2 separate regions of the Mus musculus genome follow, and region 1 is linked to region 2. Evidence: chromatin contacts called from public promoter capture Hi-C data. All regions are on one chromosome and are shown on one strand. The core of a region is the stretch at or near the end of the contact, and the rest is flanking DNA. Distances in the headings are between cores, read along the strand shown. Region 1 has its middle 31 kb from the start of Gm22013. Region 2 holds the start of H2ac1 (H2A clustered histone 1).

Region 1 (5,171 bases), core at 2,110-4,609, 580 kb after region 2:
CATGACTAAGACAGGTAAGTAATAAGGATAAGTCAACTTCCAAGATGGTGGCTTCTTCCTTGCCCTTCTGACCAGAGACCAAAGCCTGGCAGCTTAAAACCAAAGACTAGCAGGCTTTTTTTTTTCTCCAGCCAGTGAGATCAGCATGCTGAAGGACTGGTCAGACAAGTTCAAAGCCAGATGTTTACACCAAAGTTGTAGACCTCTCAGCTACCCTGTCATTTACCCTGACCATCCCTAGATTAGGAGAGGAGGGCCCATCAACTGATGCTTAAACCCGAGCCCCAGATGAGAGACTGCATCTGAGCCCCGCCCCCTCTCTGCATCTGAGCCCCGCCCCCTCTCTGTATCTGAGCCCCGCCCCCTCTGTTTGGCAGAGAGGTTTTTCCCTCTGTGTCTTGCTGTACCTGTGAGTTTCCTCCCCCCAATCAACGTCTTTCTTTAACCGCTGACTCTGCTACTCTGCTGTGTTTGCAATGTCTCTACCTCTATCTGCTGTGCTCAAGACTTTCCTGCCTTTTAATTCTTTATCTTGCAGAGAAAGTCAACCAGTTCAAGACTCCTGTCCCCTGAGGGAGAATCAACTTTTACAGATTGTCCTCTAACCTTCATCCATGCAGTGATACAAGCACACACACACTCATGCACACACTCACGTACACACACACACAAGCTGAAAGAAAAAGAGGAAGTGTCTAATGAAACTGCCCTCCTTAACTATGGTCTCCTGGAGATTCAAACCTTTGTTGGCTCCTGCCCCCTCTAGCCTTCAGCTGCTATTCTCTGGGTCTCAGCCTCTAGAGCTTCCTGCTTCCAGTCCTGACCTTTAACCTCTATCTCCCAGCTTCCTGCCCTCCAGTCTCAGCCTGCAATCTCTAGCTCCCAGCCTCTAGCCTCTTGGCTCTCGCCATCTTCATTTCAGAGGCAATCTTTTTCCATATCCTTAACACTTTCCTCTCTATATATTTTTTTCTATTTGAAATTGTCCAGGACCTTTTAAGATGAGGGCCACTGTTTTACAGGGAATGTTCACCAATTCGAAAATCACTGTGTGACAATTCATATTGTGGAATTCATACAAATGAGGTTTTGAGAAATATGCATATGTTTGGGTTTTTTTAACTTTAAAAAATGTAGCTGGGTAGTGATGGTGCACGCCTTTAATCCCAGCACTTGGGAGGCAGAGGCAGGCAGATTTCTGAGTTCAAGACCAGCCTGGTCTACAAAGTGAGTTCCAGAACAGCCAGGGCTACACAGAGAAACCCTGTCTCAGAAAAAAAAAAAAAAAAAAAGTAGAGCAAAAAGAGAAGACAAATGTACAGCAACCACCATAGGATAATGAGTGTTTATAGGATAATGAGTGTTTATAGGATAATGAGTGTTTGAGGGGTTCTGGCAATTCTCATTTTGAAGGAAAACCAAGGATTTATAGTGACTGCCTCGCTGGCTGCCATGCTGAACTTCCAAAGTCCTTCAGAACACTCATGCCTGCAATCTGCCTTCTGTCCTTTCTTTCTTCTTCTTCTTTTTCTTCTTTTCATTCCATTTTGGTTTGTTTTTATGAGACAAGGCCTAACTCTGTAGCGTTGGCTGGTCTGGCCCTTACTATGCAGCCTGGGTTGACCTAAATCTTAAGATAGTCCTCTTGCGTGAGTCTCTTGGACACCAGTATTAGACATGAACCTTTCACACCTAGCCCTGTGGTTGGTTTTCATTTGCTTAGCACAGATATTCTCTAGATCACCCATGTACATTATCATAAGCCTTACCAAGGGAAACCCAATCCTGTCTTCTCTGCATATTGTAGCTATGCAAATATCTAACAGAAGGACCCCCATCACCATGTCAATAAATGGAAGTAAAATAATGCCCCTCTTTTCTGCACACAGTAGCCTGAAATGAAAGCTTTTATGGGGTTCTGAGTGGTTTTGTTCAGTCTGTAACTTGTAAGTAACAATCATTTATAGAACTATCTTGCTGAGTAAAAGGCTTTCAAAAGTGGCTCCCTTGGGGCTGGAGAGATGGCTCGGCTGTTAAGAGCTCTGCTGGCTGCTCCTCCAGGACCAAGGTTTGACTCCCAACACCTATATGGCAGCTCAAACCATCTGTAATTCCAGTCCCAGAAGAGACAATGCTCTCTTCCACAGGCGCTATAAACGTGTGGTACACAGACCTGCATGCAGGCATAAATGGTTCATGTGTGGGCTGGGGATGTAACTGGTTCCTTTGGTAGAGTAGTTGTTAGCCTACTTATGTATAAGGTCTTGGGTTCGATCTCAGCACTGTATAAACATATTGGCTGGTATATGTCTATGATATAGCACACCAGGAAATTAAGGAAAAATCAGGCGTTAGATGTTATTCTCAGCTACATAGAGAATTCAAGGCCAGCCTGGTTACATGAAACAAACAAACAAACAAACAAACAAACTTGTTATAAACAAACAAACTTGTTATTTAGAAAAACCGAGCATCCCTGTGGCTTTTAATCCCACACAAGATGTCTACCCTTAACAATTTGTTTTCTGAACGCTGGCATTGAGGGCAAATGTAGCATCCTTTGGAAACCCAGAAGCCCATGGATTAAACCAACACCTCAAAACCCATCCCTGCTTCAGTCTCCTACAAGTCTGACTTTTGACCCCAAAGAAACACAGCTTCCCACGTGCCGGAACTCACTAAAGGACCACAGGAACTGGGGATGACTGACAGTCAAAAACCAATGTTTCCAAAGCTGGGAGGAGTTCCACAGATCACCGCCTCCCAGGCTGTCCTTCAGATGGTTTAATGTGCAGAGTCTTAAACCCAGGGTCCAGCCTTGGCTTTTATTTATTTTTAGAATAGTGAAACAGCTTTCCAGCTCAGACATTCAGGTTAAGACATAGGGACCTTTGGCTTTGACCTCCCTGGGGAGCTCGTGGGGGAGGAGGGGCGGTGAGTTTCCTCCTCTGTTCTCCTCCTTTTGTGATTTTCTTGTTCTGGGACAGCAATGCAAGGAAGACCTTCAATTCCTGATCTTTGGCCTCCGACTCTCAAGCTTGGGATGACAGGCATGTACCACCAGGCCAGGCTCATCTTGACAGTGGTCACACTGTCAGTATCCTTAGTGCCCCACCCTCCACCTGCCACCCCCACACCCCCTCCCCTGTTTTCCAGAGCATTCTTATTCAGTAGAGAATTTCTATAGAAACTTCAAGTACTGTTTCCAGGTAGGAGAAATGTAAATGCCAAGGGCATTTCTTTCCAGTTCTTTGTCTAGAACGATTCTAAAACTAAATAAATAGAAGCTTTTGAATCACCCTCTCCCTGACTGTACCTCAATCAGATCTCTGCAACTCCCACCAGCCCCAGGACACCAGGATCTGTGAATGGGGATGGCCAGGAGGCATGGAGCATGCCCTGTGCTACTTACCACCACCCCCAACACACACACACCACACTCATACACAACACACACACAAACACAAACAACACACACACACACCACACTCATACACAACACACACACAAACAACACACACACCCCACACACATACACAACACACACACAAACAACACAGACACCACACTCATACACAACACACACCATACACCACACACACATATACATACCACAAACACACACACACCACACACATACACAACACACACCATACACCACACACACATACCACAAACACACACACACCATACATACAAACACACACACATACACAACACACACCAATACACACAACACACATACACACATCACACACACATACACACACACAAAACACACACAACACACACAAACACAAACAACACACACACACCCCCCTCCCCCTTCCTGATCAAGATCTAATCTCAATGGAGATCTTACTACTAATTAAAAATTATTAGGGATACAAGTTTTTAAAAAAAGAAGTTAAACGGCCTGTGAAGAATTAATTAACATAAACGGAATATGGCAACTTTTACAGACCAGTGGCCAGTTTTATTTAAGAAATAGTGTGGAAATACAACCCAATGATGTTGAGGGAAATCTAGCAATGAATATCAAGTACAAACTCTAATTTTGTTTTCATGGTAACTACTATGAATCCTCACTGGGTTCACTTCAGCTAAAAACTGTAAAAGCTCTCTCTAGATTTAGGATTTTCCAAGGCTGTATTTCACTTTATTTTTTAAATATAAAAATATTGATGTGAGGAGCCAAGACCTCTGTGATGGTCAAGTACAAGATTCTGTAAGCGTTCTGGGTAGTGGCCACAAGGTGGCGCCACAGTGGTATTTCACAAACCTAACAAGGAGCATAGCCGTTAATGGAAATTGATGTCATCCCCAAATACATGAATGCAATATAATGGCTTCCCTGGATGCGATGGGAACTTTAGTCACAGACTTCTGCTTTCCAATGACTCTCATATGTCCATGGTGACGCAGAAATGCGAGTTTGAAAGATTCTATGATTTCCAAACCTCACAGAGAAGAGCTCTAGAGTTTTCAGAACTTTTAGACTTTCTTATTTATTATTTACTTATTCACTGTACATCCTGATTGCAGTCCCTTCTCCTCCAAGTCCCACCTCTACAAGTCCCTCCTTCCATTATCCTCCCCGCACCCCTTCTCAGAGAAGGAGAGCCTAGCTTCTGAGCAGTTTCATCCAGCAGCAGATGGACACACAGTTGCAGAAGCCCACAGCCAAACATCAGGCAGGACTTGTGGAAGAGTGGGGGGTAGGACTGAGGGATCCAGAGGGGCCGAGGACACTGCAAGAAGACCTACAAAGTCAGTTAATCTGGGCCCATGGGGTTCACAGAGTCTGAACCATCAACCAAGCAGGGACTGGACCTAGGCCCCCCTATTCTTTTGGAGCAGATGTGCAGCTTGGTCTTCATGTGGGTCTCCTAACAGTTGCACAGGGGGCTGTCTCTGCCTCTGCTGCCTGTCATTGGCTCCCCTTCCCCTAACTGGACTTCCTGGTTGGACTTCAGTGAGAGAAGATGTGCTTACTCCTGCTGAGACTGGATGCTCCAGGGCAGAGTGGTAACTTTCTGATTTTCTATTAGTGCTTGCCTGCCCATCGGTGGCTGGGTGAAACCCACTCAGCTCATACACTGGTGTCCGTTTCAGCTATGTGGTAACTCTTCACATTGGAGTAACACCGGAGAACAAATAATGTCTGACAG
Region 2 (5,110 bases), core at 7-2,506:
GTAGTAGCATTACCTCAGCCTACCCAGTTAACATTTTCAATATCAGAGCCAGACTATACATGATGTTAAAGCTATGTCAGGTTTAGAAAGAAGCAGTGCCCATTTAGAGCGATCACAAAAATACCAAGGATCTAAATGCTGGGACAGCTCGACCCTCTGACTAGAGATGGCGTCACTCAAAAGCATACGCCGCCGCCGCCATTTTGGCAGGAGCATGAAATGCCGTTATTACCGTTTGTCAGTTGACGGAGGCTAACATATTACACAATAAAAGCATTTGAGATGAGGCAGCCCTACCGACTGTTACATTTCCAGCTAAACTAACGCCTGACACCCTCACTACAAAGACATCAGGCCAGGGAGCCCCCAGCTTTATGCGCTGAATCACTTTGTTGTGTGAACGCCACATTTGAAAAGCTGTTCTGATGGCAAGCGAGACTCAGGCCCTAAGTACAGACTGGACCAGGTGCTGCTAGTCAAGAGCCCGCACACCCAACCGCAGTATAGGACCAGCAAGTAAACGCAGCTCTCTCAACAGAAGAGGTGGGTGGCTCTTAAAAGAGCCTTTGGGTTTGTTGTGAGCCCTGCGAGCTCACTTGGAGCTGGTGTACTTGGTGACGGCCTTGGTGCCCTCCGACACCGCGTGCTTGGCCAGCTCCCCGGGCAGCAGCAGGCGCACGGCCGTCTGGATCTCCCGGGACGTGATGGTCGAGCGCTTGTTGTAATGCGCCAGGCGGGACGCCTCGCTCGCGATGCGCTCGAAGATGTCTGTCACAAAGGAGTTCATGATGCTCATGGCCTTGGAGGAGATGCCGGTGTCGGGGTGCACTTGTTTCAGCACCTTATAGATGTAAATGGAGTAGCTCTCCTTGCGGCATCTCTTACGTTTCCGGCCCTCCTTTTTCTGGGTCTTGGTGACCGCTTTCTTGAAGCCTTTCTTGGAAATAGTAGCACCCTTTACCGCCACCTCCGGCATGGCTCAAGTAACCTTTCCCACACCAACGTCTCAAAACAGTTCCAACTGCTGAGAAAACACACACGACTTGAGGTTGAGAAGCGGGGTATTTATAGGCGTGGACATTGGATGACGTATGGGTACATGCAATCTGATTGGACAGTAAGTGCTGGGTGCATGCAAATAAGGGGAATTCAAGCTGTGATTTCTAATTGGTTAATCCATCATCAATCAGCCAATCAGGTGTTGAGCATAAGCTGCCATTAGACTATAAATAGGCGTGGTCATGGGGGCCTCGCTTACCGCTTTAAGACTTTTGAAGAATCATGTCTGGTCCTACAAAGCGGGGTGGCAAGGCTCGTGCCAAGGTCAAGTCTCGCTCTTCCAGGGCAGGTTTGCAGTTTCCTGTGGGTCGTGTGCACCGGCTTCTCCGCCAAGGGAACTACGCACAACGAATTGGGGCTGGTGCACCAGTGTATCTGGCGGCAGTGCTAGAATACTTGACAGCTGAGGTCCTGGAGCTGGCGGGCAACGCAGCCCGGGACAACAAGAAGACGCGCATTACTCCTCGCCACCTGCAGCTGGCCATCCGCAACGACGAGGAGCTCAACAAGTTGCTTGGCCGCGTGACCATCGCGCAGGGTGGCGTCCTGCCCAACATCCAGGCCGTGCTGCTGCCCAAGAAGACCGAGAGCCACAAGTCCCAGACCAAGTGACTCCTGCACAAGACAGCAACCATCAGTTTAAAACAAAAAGGCTCTTTTCAGAGCCACCTTCATTTTCACGAAAAGCTGTGCATGACAGGTATAATCAACGACGGTCAATTTCAGACTTCATTTGGACCTCTACCAGCTGTTAATACTGACAGTATTCTACGGCCTTCTGTGGCAAAGTATTAGGGTAGGAACGTAGAGGTGTTTAAGGGTTGTGTGAATGAAGTATTACTCAAAAGTAAGCCACTAATTCAGCTCCTTCTTAGCTGAAAGTTAGCACAGGATGATCCAGTTCTGCAATTTCTCAAAAGTGCCTTAAAAAACTTGTATCAGTGCTACAAAATGAGTAAAAACCTAGAATGTTGCTCAAACAAACCCATTCGGGAAAAAAAAAAAATGAGTTATTCCTGTCAGTTTTGAGGGCTGGAGTAAAAGGCTTACCAACTTGTAGTTTTTATGAATGTTTGCTTGTAGTATCCTCTACAGAGGATAGAGGGTTAGATATCTTAGCAACTGGAGCAAATGGCCATCGGGAGCTGCCGTAGGGATATTAGGAACCAAGCTTAGATCCTTTGCAAAAGTAGCGAGTGTTTTTAGTATTTGTTTCATCTGTCCAGCCCAATTGTCATAATTTTTTGAAATCCAAGAATGGGTATTAAGAGTTTTTAGCTAGAAAATAAAACCATTTGATTTATTTATTCATTTTGTAAATGCTTACTGACTCCATTTGCTAAGCTGGGCCTAACTCTGGAAGCTTCTGGCCTCTGTACAATCTTATCAAGGCCTCGAATGTTCTCAGCCTCTGAGACTTACTGCTGAATAAGCTCACCCTTTCTAGCTCTTTCTGAGCTGTGGGCTGACTGACTCAACTCAGCTGTTCTGGCTCAAACTTGTCTCCAAGCTGACTGATTCAATCTAGCTTCTTTCAGTTCCTTACTGAATTACTCTGCTTGGCCTCATACTAATTTGGCAATCTGTTCTAATCTTCTAGGTTGCTCTGTCTTCACCTGTGTCTACTTGTTCTCTCTTCAGCCTCTCTCTATAAAACTCTCCCAGTAAAACTGTTACACTTCTTCTCTCTGTCCCTTAAGTGGCTTTCCTTTCCTCTCTTCTTGGGAGAATTGGGCCTATCCTATTCTGTCAAATCTTACTCACCACTTTGTCTGCCACTCAACCAGACTTTTAAACCTAAGTGCTTCCTTCTGCAAATTAACTTTACCTTCATTGTTTTGGAATTAAAGATGTTATACTAAGGGCCTGTCTGTATCCCAACCAGTGGGAATTAATGGTGTGTGCTAAGGGCTGAACCACACCACAACTAGAAACAGGTTTTTTTTTCAATAAGTAGCACAAGGTTCACAGCATGATAAAATATCCTGCAACACAAAATTTCAATTTAAAAGGTAAAAACAAGTTTATTTATAGTAATGTGACAATAGCCTCCTTTGCCAATCTGAGAGCTGCTGCACAAACCACAGCTGTCTCAACTTTGGGGATTCTTCTGCTACATGAGACACCTACCTCCCCCTCTTCCCTGCCCCCGAACAAGCAAAAGTTAGGTGAGATTACCAATGCAGAATGAGTGTCTGGTCAATATTTTAGGGTAACAATTACACAATCTGAACAGAAAACCAATTTTTTGATGATAAGGTAGCTTTAAGATCAGTCTCCTCTTCAAATTGCTGTCCAGACTCAACTACTAATGAGGCTCGCCTGAGGGTCGGGCATGCTCTAGGCAGCCTGCGCCTAACAATCCTTAGGCCAAGAAGAAGGTCCTGCTACCTCCCAGGTTTTTCTTTTATGTACAATGACTTAGTTTGAAATTCAGTTTGAAATGGAGCTAGTTTTTAGCCACTATTATACATTATACATTTATTATACATTTATGGCAAATGTACACATACATATTTTTACTATTCATTTGGCTTGTGACAATTCTTGAGACCAAATGGAAAAAATCTTAGGGAAAAGATAGTTTTGTCTCCTCTGAAAAGTCATGGATTTCTTATTAGGGACCACTGAAGTCAGAATGGTTGAATATTATCTTCAAGTTATGAAGCAAAATAAATCTCAAAGTGCTGTCCTCAAATTATTTTTGCATGAGAATATTTTAAAAGTTAGGAGAGACTTCCCTGTGTAGTCAGAGCCGATCTTGAACTGGCTCCTCCTTCCTGACTACTGAGAGCTGCCTTACACAGGTTCACAGCCACACCCAGCTCTGGAGGATATGTATAAAATGGACTGAGAATCTGTTGGAGGTGAAGAGTTTGGGGGTTGTTTGTTTATTTGTTTGTTTGGTGGGTTGTTGTTGCTTTGTATATCTTTTTTACAGTCCAGTCGTTATCCCCCTCCCATTGCCCTCCAACAGTTTCTCATCCCATTCCTCCTCCCCTGTCTCCAAGAGGATGTCCCCATACCCCCACACATACACACCCATACCCTGCCAGGCCTCCCCACTCCCTGGGGCCTCAAGTCTCTCAAAGGTTAGGTGCATCTTCTCTCAATGAGGCCAGATCAGGCAGTCCTCTGCTGTATATGTGTCAGAGGCCACTGACCAGCCAGTGTATGCTGCATGATTGCTGGCTCTGTCTGAGAGATCTTGGGGGTTCAGGTTTGTTGAGACTGCTGGTCTTCCCATTGGGTCACCCTCCTCCTCAATTTCTCCCAGCTTTTCTAATTCAACCACAGGGGTTTCCCAACTTCAGTCCATTGATTGAGTAAAAGTATCTGCTTCTGTTTCAGTCACCTGCTTGTTAGGCCTCTCAGAGGGCAGCCATGCTATGCTCCTGTCTGTAAGCACACCATAGCATCAGTAATAGTGTCAGGCCTTGGAGTCTCCCCTTGAGATGGATCCCAATTTGAGCCAGTCACTGGACCCCCTTTCCCTCAGTCTCTTGTTTTGTTTTGTTTTGTTTTGTTTTGTTTTGTTTTGTTTTGTTTTGTTTTGTTTTTCGAGACAGGGTTTCTCTGTATAGCCCTGGCTGTCCTGGAACTCGCTTTGGCCTCGAACTCAGAAATCCACCTGCCTCTGCCTCCTGAGTGCTGGGATTAAAGGCATGCACCACCACGCCCGGCTCTTCTCCATTTTTGTCCCTACAGTTCTTTTAGACAGAAACAATTCTGGGTCAGAGTTTTTGACTGTGGGATGGCAACCCCATCCTTCCACTTGATGCCCTGTCTTTCTACTTGAAGTGGGCTCTACAAGTTCCCTCTCCCCACTGTAGGGCATTTCATCTAAGGTCCTTCTCTTTGAATCCTGAGATTCTCTCACCTCCCAGGTCTCTGGTACCTTCTAGAGGGTCCCCCTACCATCCGCCTCCCACTTCCCAAGGTTGCATATTTCCATTCATTCTGCTGGCCCTTGGTGCTTCATTACTGCCCCCTCCACACACACAAACACACAAACCAGTACCTGATCATGTTCTTCTTTCCCCTGCCCCTC

What was found. Promoter capture Hi-C pulls out the DNA fragments that hold promoters and counts their contacts.
Region 1: a promoter capture Hi-C map of embryonic stem cells shows a contact between it and region 2, with 2.0 times the contacts expected there. The contact joins the enhancer-like site here to the promoter of H2ac1 in region 2. A contact is called at or near these places in 5 of 39 promoter capture datasets (cranial neural crest, embryonic stem cells, liver and 2 more) and 1 of 9 other capture datasets (macrophages).

Annotation. Positions count from the first base shown.
Region 1 is chr13:24,514,817-24,519,987 of GRCm38.p6, forward strand. It overlaps a transcript of Ripor2 not described here. Among named protein-coding and RNA genes, the nearest start is that of Gm22013, 31 kb to the left of the region's middle. Within about 2 kb of position 3,360, at least 15 of the 459 cell types and tissues checked have an H3K27ac peak or open chromatin away from gene starts, as enhancers often do. A contact at or near this core is called in embryonic stem cells, where this site is marked.
Region 2 is chr13:23,933,181-23,938,290 of GRCm38.p6, forward strand. H2ac1 (H2A clustered histone 1) reads left to right here and starts at 1,257. Exons shown (of 1, transcript NM_175658.3): 1 at 1,257-1,733. The coding sequence starts at 1,282. The coding sequence ends at 1,671. It overlaps H2bc1 (H2B clustered histone 1), which reads right to left and starts at 976. Exons shown (of 1, transcript NM_175663.2): 1 at 545-976. The coding sequence starts at 976. The coding sequence ends at 593. Gm33516 (a long non-coding RNA gene) reads left to right here and starts at 257. Exons shown (of 3, transcript XR_382128.3): 1 at 257-543.